Regions from separate parts of the Mus musculus genome. Here region 2 is linked to region 1. Evidence: chromatin contacts called from public promoter capture Hi-C data. All regions are on one chromosome and are shown on one strand. Each heading gives the region's core, a stretch centred on a gene start, on an enhancer-like site or on the middle of the called end of the contact. The rest is flanking DNA. Distances are from core to core; before and after follow the strand shown. Region 1 holds the start of Phf10 (PHD finger protein 10). Region 2 holds the start of Riok2 (RIO kinase 2).

Region 1 (3,331 bases), core at 611-3,110:
TTCTTTTTCTTTTCCTTCTTTTTGTTTTGTTTTGTTTTGTTTTGTTTTGTTTTGTTTGTTTTTCGAGACAGGGTTTCTCTGTATAGCCCTGGCTGTCCTGGAACTCACTTTGTTGACCAGGTTGGCCTCGAATTCAGAAATCCACCTGCCTCTGCCTCCCGAGTGCTGGGATTAAAGGCATGTGCCACCACGCCCGGCCCCCTCTCTCATTTCTTAACTTTCAAATTTTATAACATTAAAATCTTTTTGTTTTTTAATTGCAAGTATGCTCTTTCCCACCTACGATGCCCTTAAGTTCAGTTATATATATTTGTGTATCACTTTATCTTGAAGCTGCAGACATCCTGCTCTATGGCAGGCACTCCCTTCACCTCTACATTATTTGTCGGCTCTATACTTCATGTGGATACACTATATATATTTCAAAGGAGGAGAGAAGTGCTGGGCTTACTTTCTGGAGCTAGAAGCTGTGGCTGTGAAAGGGAACTCGAATTCTAAAATCCAAGAGCTAGATCACCACCACCTTTTCTGGTTTGGTCCCCTACATTCTTGGAAGTGTTGTGGGGAGTGGAGGGGATGGGGGGTGGGGGATGTAGGCCTGCCTCTCTGCCCCTTGCCTTTGTCCATTGGACCTGTTGTCTTCCTGGTGCTCTTTTCAAAGGGTGGGGTACGGCCTTTCCTGTGGCGAAGTCTAAGCACTAACATCAATATAAATCCTGTCCAAACACCATTGGACAATTGGCTTCCATTTCCAGGAATTCCCAATCCTGTGTCCTGCAGGTGACTGTGCTGACTCTGTCATATGATTTTGGGAACCTTCCCTATGTTCTCCTTGCCTGACTGGGTTCCGTTCAACCTGAGTGCTGCTGTGACTTTTCCCGTGGCCATGGGGGCCACTACGCCAAGGTCACAGGAGAAGCAGTTGTAGAACAAATGAGCCAAGAGCGCCTTGGGGATCCTGGGGTGTGTGGAGTGAAGATGGAGAGGTGGGGTGGAGAAGTCAGAAAGGACTCAGGAGAAGGGGATCTCAAAGAGGGAGGAGGCGGAGCTCCTGGGGTGGTTGACCCTAAGGGCTGCGAGAGAGGAGGAAGTGGGCTGAGGACACTAATCCTTCATTTACAGAAGGGAGCGAGGACCCTGGTGGAGAAGGGGAGGTCGCCGCGGCTGTGGAGACCCCGGGCTGAGAGGAGGGGCTGGGGACCGGTAGGGGTGGGGTTGGTGGGAGGATACCGCGCGGTAGGGACCCTCAGCTAAGGTGCTGATGATCGGGAGTGGGGAGGACACGGCGGCGTGGTGGCGACCCCGGGCTGAGGGGAGGAGCTGGGTACGGGGGAGGGATTGGAGAACAAGCGTGGTGAAGACACATCTTTGAGGGGAGGGGCTAGGGACCCAGGTGGGGACAAGGCAGGCACCGCCGACTGAGGACCCCCGGCTGACGCGCAGCGGAGGAGGGGAGGGGGCGGGACCGCGGCGGGGCGGGGCGGCGCGGAGCCGCGGCTGACGCGGAGGGCCGGGCCGGGGGCGCAGGGAAGGGGCGGCAGCGAGCTCGCCAGGCGGCCAGGAACCCGGGTGGGGCCGGGACCGAGGCGGTGGCTGGCCAGCGGAGCTCAGGCCGGGCGCGGCGCGCCGGGTGAAGGCGGCAAGGCGGCAAGGCCCCGGCCGAGGCCGGCGGAGCCGCGCAGCTGCGGCCGGCTGACGTGAGCGGCGTGCGGGTCCCGGCCGGCAGCGCGCTGGCGGCCATGGCGGTGGCGCTGGCGGGCCGCGGGGCGCGCGGCGGCAGGGGCCGGCCCCCGGGCGGGCGGGCGGAGGGGGCGGGGCCGGGGCGCCGGGCGGCCCGCGCGACAGCGGCGGCAGCGGCGGCGGCGGCGGCCGCTGGGACTAGGCGAAGGCGGCGACGACGACGGAGGCGCGGGGCGCTTGGGCTGATGGCAGCGGCCGGGCCCGGGGCGGCGCTGTCCCCGGGGCGGTGCGACAGCGACCCGGCCTCCCCCGGAGCGCAGTCCCCAAAGGTGAGCGGAGCGCGCTGCCCAAGGGGCAGCGGCCCAGGCCGGGCTCGGGAGAGAAGAGGAGACCGGGCGGCGGGTCCTGGAGCAACAAGTGCGGCGGACAGTGGGCGCGGACGTCGGGGAGACCTGCGCGGCGGGGTGGGAAGTTGTCCGGGAATAGCTGGGACCGGGGGACTCGGGAAGAGTGCTTGAGACGAAGCGCCCCCAGCCTGGGAAAGTCGGAAAAGTTGGCGGCCTTGGGGATCTCAGTCGGGGAGACGCTGAGCGGGACGTGCGCTCGGGGTCCCGAGTTGGCAGAACGTGGTTTCACACCCACAGACCCGGCCAGCCGAGGTGGCCCCCGCCACGTGCCGGTCCTCCCTGGTGGGGTCTCTGACTGCTCGCAGGGGGCTGCTGGCTCCCTGTCCTGACCGAGGATGGTGCGGAGGGGAGGGCCTTACCTGGAACGTAGCCCTTAGGATTCCTACAGTTGTGAGCTGGTAAACTCTGTGTCAACTTCCGTTATTGTTTCTTTTCGAGAGGATCATTGTTTTTAAGTAAAAGTATTGACATACAGAAATCCTTAAAATGTCCACAAATTAATAAAATAGTGCTTAAAATTAACGGTGTCAAGCCAGTATGGACCATGAATACAGTGAAAAACATACTAAGAAATTTAATTATCTTTCAACTTCTTGATTGTTAGCTTTAAAAGGGAATATTAAGTCTACTTGATTTCATTCTTGAAGAGTGAAAAGGGGAATGATTTCTATGTTCTTTTTTAATTTGGAAAGTAATTTTAGTAAATTCCTAGGTGCTGGAGACATAATGAAATATAAAGTCACTGCTAATCACAACGTTAACATATATCAGACAGCTATGTGCTACCTGGCTCTTATGTGATCACTTCACTGCATCCTTGCATCAGCCACCTAGGCTTTAGGACTGGGGAGAAGCTTGCAGCACACAGCTGGTGGAGGGCAGTGCTCAGTAAGATTCTCTGGCAGCCCGCAGTGCCATGCTGACTTGGCATGCTAGCCTGTGCTGCCTTTTCATTCCCTTCCGTGGGCCTTTATTGAAATTTATAGTAAGAGTAGTAGTGTTAGGAGCTATAGTACCTTGATTTAAAAAAAAAATAGGAGTTTAAGCCTATTAATTAACGTAATGAATTGTTTTTAAAACATTTGATTACTTATTTCCTTAATGGAATGGCTCAACAACCTATATCTCCTATGAGTTTATCACAAAGTGTTGAATTTCTGCCGCAGAAGAAAAGGAATGTAGTTAGACGTGGTAACCTGTATCCAGTCCTTCTTCATCTCCAAAGTAGCTAATTAAAATGCGCC
Region 2 (3,331 bases), core at 241-2,740, 2.4 Mb before region 1:
GCAACACAGCCCTTACCAAAAGTCAGCAACTCCTAAACAAAGCCTGACTCATTCTAACCTTACATAACTGTCCTGATTTCTGTGCCACAACACTAAAACTACAGAATCAGATTTTGTCATCTTCCTAATTAAAACATTCACAGGTCAGGCAGTGGTGTCGCACGCCTTTAATCCCAGCACTTGGGAGGCAGAGGCAGGCAGATTTCTGAGTTTGAGGCCAGTCTGTCTACAGAGTGAGTTTCAGGATAGCCAGGGACACCCAGAGAAACCCTGTCTTGAAAAACCAAAATAAATAAATAAATAAATGAATTAAAAAATAAATAAAAATAAATCACGGGCTTACACACACATCGTTTACTAGGCCTGCAAGGGCTTATATGGTTTGGTTCTCATTTTCCATGTATGTCCCCAACCATTATATCGAACCTTTCTCTTCTATGAAGACTCTCCCTCCCATCTCTGAGTTTTTGCTCTAATTTGCCTCTAACTCTCTCCAAGGACACCTCTTCTACAACTCTCTCCAAGGACACTTTTTTCTCCGGCAGTTAAGATTCATTGGTTCGGGGGGTGGGGACAAACTTTGTAGTTCGATTAACAGTAAAGACAAGATTCTTGGATTCTGTCTCCATCACTGTAAAACTCAAAGACAGTATCCTTCCAACACGTGGCTACTTTCTATTTCTTTATCCTTTGTTACCTTCACGGTACTTACTATCTGACTACATTGTTAACATATTGATTTGCTGGTCGACTAAGAGGCATCTCCTTTCCTCCTTTGTTTTGCACTCTGCTGTTATATTTGATAGAGAAAGCTGACTTTTTTTTTTTAACATTAAGTGTCTGAGTCTATTAGAGGACTTAACTCCCACCCTCCCCTAGTTTGGAAGCCAAAGATCAATGAAATTTCCCGGGCCACAGAGACGTAAGCACATCTGCAGCAAAAGAAGCTGAAAGGAAGAACCATGTTTAGTAAAAGATAGTTCTTTTTTTCACAAAGCTTCATGAAAATCAGACCTTGGTGCCCTTTACCCAGATCCCAGCCTCGGCAAACAATCCACAAATCAGAGAGCCCTCACTCAGCTCCCAGCGACCTTAGAATAGCAGGAGGAGGACGTCACCGAATGGATAAGCAAGAAAGGTGTACTCCTTACCGCAGTCAGAACTCTGAAGTCATCGCGGCTCATGTACCTAAGCTTGGCTACATTCACCTTCCCCATGCTTGCCCAGTTCCACCACGGACGCTCTCTGGGAAGACGCAAAGTTGCTGGGTAATCTCGCAGGCTTTCGGCGGCGACCTGCCCGCGCACGCGCCCTGTATTTAAGGTGCTTATCGCTAGGTAAGAACACGTGCTCAAGAAGCAGTAGAAAAATGCTATTTTTTTCTCGTTTTTGTAGCTAAAAATCAGGCAGAAGTGATTTTTCAGCCCCTAAATAAATAATTTACGTTTGACTGATTTGGCAAGTTGCAAATGTTTTACATAGTATGCCACGTTACTTTTCAGAGCTGCTAGGACCTGATTGGAATTAAGGCCGGACTTCCGCATGCAACAGTGCTTACGTCACGAGAGGGGCGTGTTTTATTCGTTCCGAGCCACGCCCACTTTTAGTGCAGCAACTGTGCACTGTAAAGTCAGGGAGGGAAATGAGTAAGCGAGACCGGAGGCCAGCAAAACCACTGAAAGGGTGGCCACAGAGCCGCACGCGCTGTCTCTCGGCAGCCCCACCCCTGTCCGGCGGAGGAGGGCCGGGTTAGGAGCTGCCCCGCTGGCCTGGGACGCTGATCCCAGGACGGGTTAGGAGGAGCTTCTGTACGTACTATCCAGTGCTCGCTTCCAAAGAAAGCGCGCACCTCAATGTTTCTTGGGTCCAGGAGCATTTGGGAGGCTTAACAAGACAATGTACCCAAGACAAAGACTTTTATTACCGTACCTTCATCCCGACAGCAGCAGCATAGTAACAAGTGTGACTCATGTGATATTCAGTACCTGTGTTTCTCATTTCACGAATTATCTATATTTCAGTCCTTTAAGCTGCAGATCTTCTCTGGTCAGCTCTTAGGTTAAGCTTGGGCGCTATAAGTGTCCAGTGTTATGATCTGCTTTATACTTGAGAGATTGCCAACGACTGGTGTGTAACTTTTTTTTTTTTTTTTTTGAGGTATGTGCAAACTTTAAGGACTCAGATTAAGATACCTTCGTGTTCCTTCCATACTCCACTCCTTCCAGTTTCCAAGAAACAATGTATTCATTTCCTCCTTTTGGAGAGTGGTGCTGAGTATCTTCCTGGAGTAAGCTCTTTCATAAAGCATAGGGGCAGACAGCAGGCTGTAGTGTCCGTATCGGTCCAGCTAAAGTAGTTGGTAATCTAAAATCATCAAATCGAAACAAAAGATCAATCCTTTTTCATCTCTATGTTCCTGTCTTTGGGGTCTTGTATGCTTGAATACAGGATTCTAGGCATATCTAATTAGGACTTAACTAATTAAGACCGTTGTACACAATGGAATTTTTCTTTCTACATTAACATTAGAACATGTGAAAACAAAAAGTTTGAAGCTTTGATTATCTGTCTTTCTGTCTCCTTTCAGCATTGCTCCACAGAGCCACCACTAATTGAGTGGGTTTGGATCCAAGTTCTGGAATATTGGGGTAATCACAGTCCAGATTTCTCATCTTTTCAATATTGTGGGTTTTTTGTTTGTTTGTTTGTTTTTTTAGTAATCAAGTCATTTATGAGTAAAGGATTTAAATTCAATCTTCCTTTCTCACCATACTTAGTGTGACTTAAGCCAGTGGTTCCCAACCATCCTAGTACAGCGGTCCTTTAATACAGTTTATTTTGTGGTGATTGCCAACAATAGAATTGTTTTTTATTGCTACTTCATAACTGTAATTTGCTACTGTTACAATTCTTAATGTAATGCAAATACTTTTTTGGAGACGGGGTTCCCAAAGGGGTCTGGACCCACAGCTGACTTAGCCTATTCTTCATCCATTCACCATTTATCAAATATAGATACCACTTTTTTTTTTCTAGGCTCTGGGGAAACTTAATCCCAAGTCCTAAAACTTGAACTTATGGGAAGGAGATGTGTAAAAAACCACTGGATGTAACAGAAAAGCCAAGGACTAAGAATGTTGAATTTCCCTTTCCCAGACTTCTCCACTGTAGTCAAACTCATACAGACACATGTTGCTTCTCATAAAGGACCCTGAGTGCCTAAAGTTCTCATTTTTTTTTTAAAGTCTGGAATTCAATGTATTTAACAATCTATGTCATCTCTTTGAGTCAGTTTGTAGTCATGTCTGTTTGTTCTTATTGCAACTCCCTT

What was found. Promoter capture Hi-C pulls out the DNA fragments that hold promoters and counts their contacts.
Region 2: a promoter capture Hi-C map of pre-B cells shows a contact between it and region 1. The contact joins the promoter of Riok2 here to the promoter of Phf10 in region 1. A contact is called at or near these places in 2 of 39 promoter capture datasets (liver and pre-B cells).

Annotation. Positions count from the first base shown.
Region 1 is chr17:14,959,789-14,963,119 of GRCm38.p6, reverse strand. It overlaps Phf10 (PHD finger protein 10), which reads left to right and starts at 1,860. Exons shown (of 12, transcript NM_024250.4): 1 at 1,860-2,009. The coding sequence starts at 1,926.
Region 2 is chr17:17,372,491-17,375,821 of GRCm38.p6, reverse strand. It overlaps Riok2 (RIO kinase 2), which reads right to left and starts at 1,490. Exons shown (of 10, transcript NM_025934.2): 1 at 1,152-1,490. The coding sequence starts at 1,217. Gm36768 (predicted gene, 36768) reads left to right here and starts at 1,606. Exons shown (of 4, transcript NR_168690.1): 1 at 1,606-1,808; 2 at 2,588-2,648.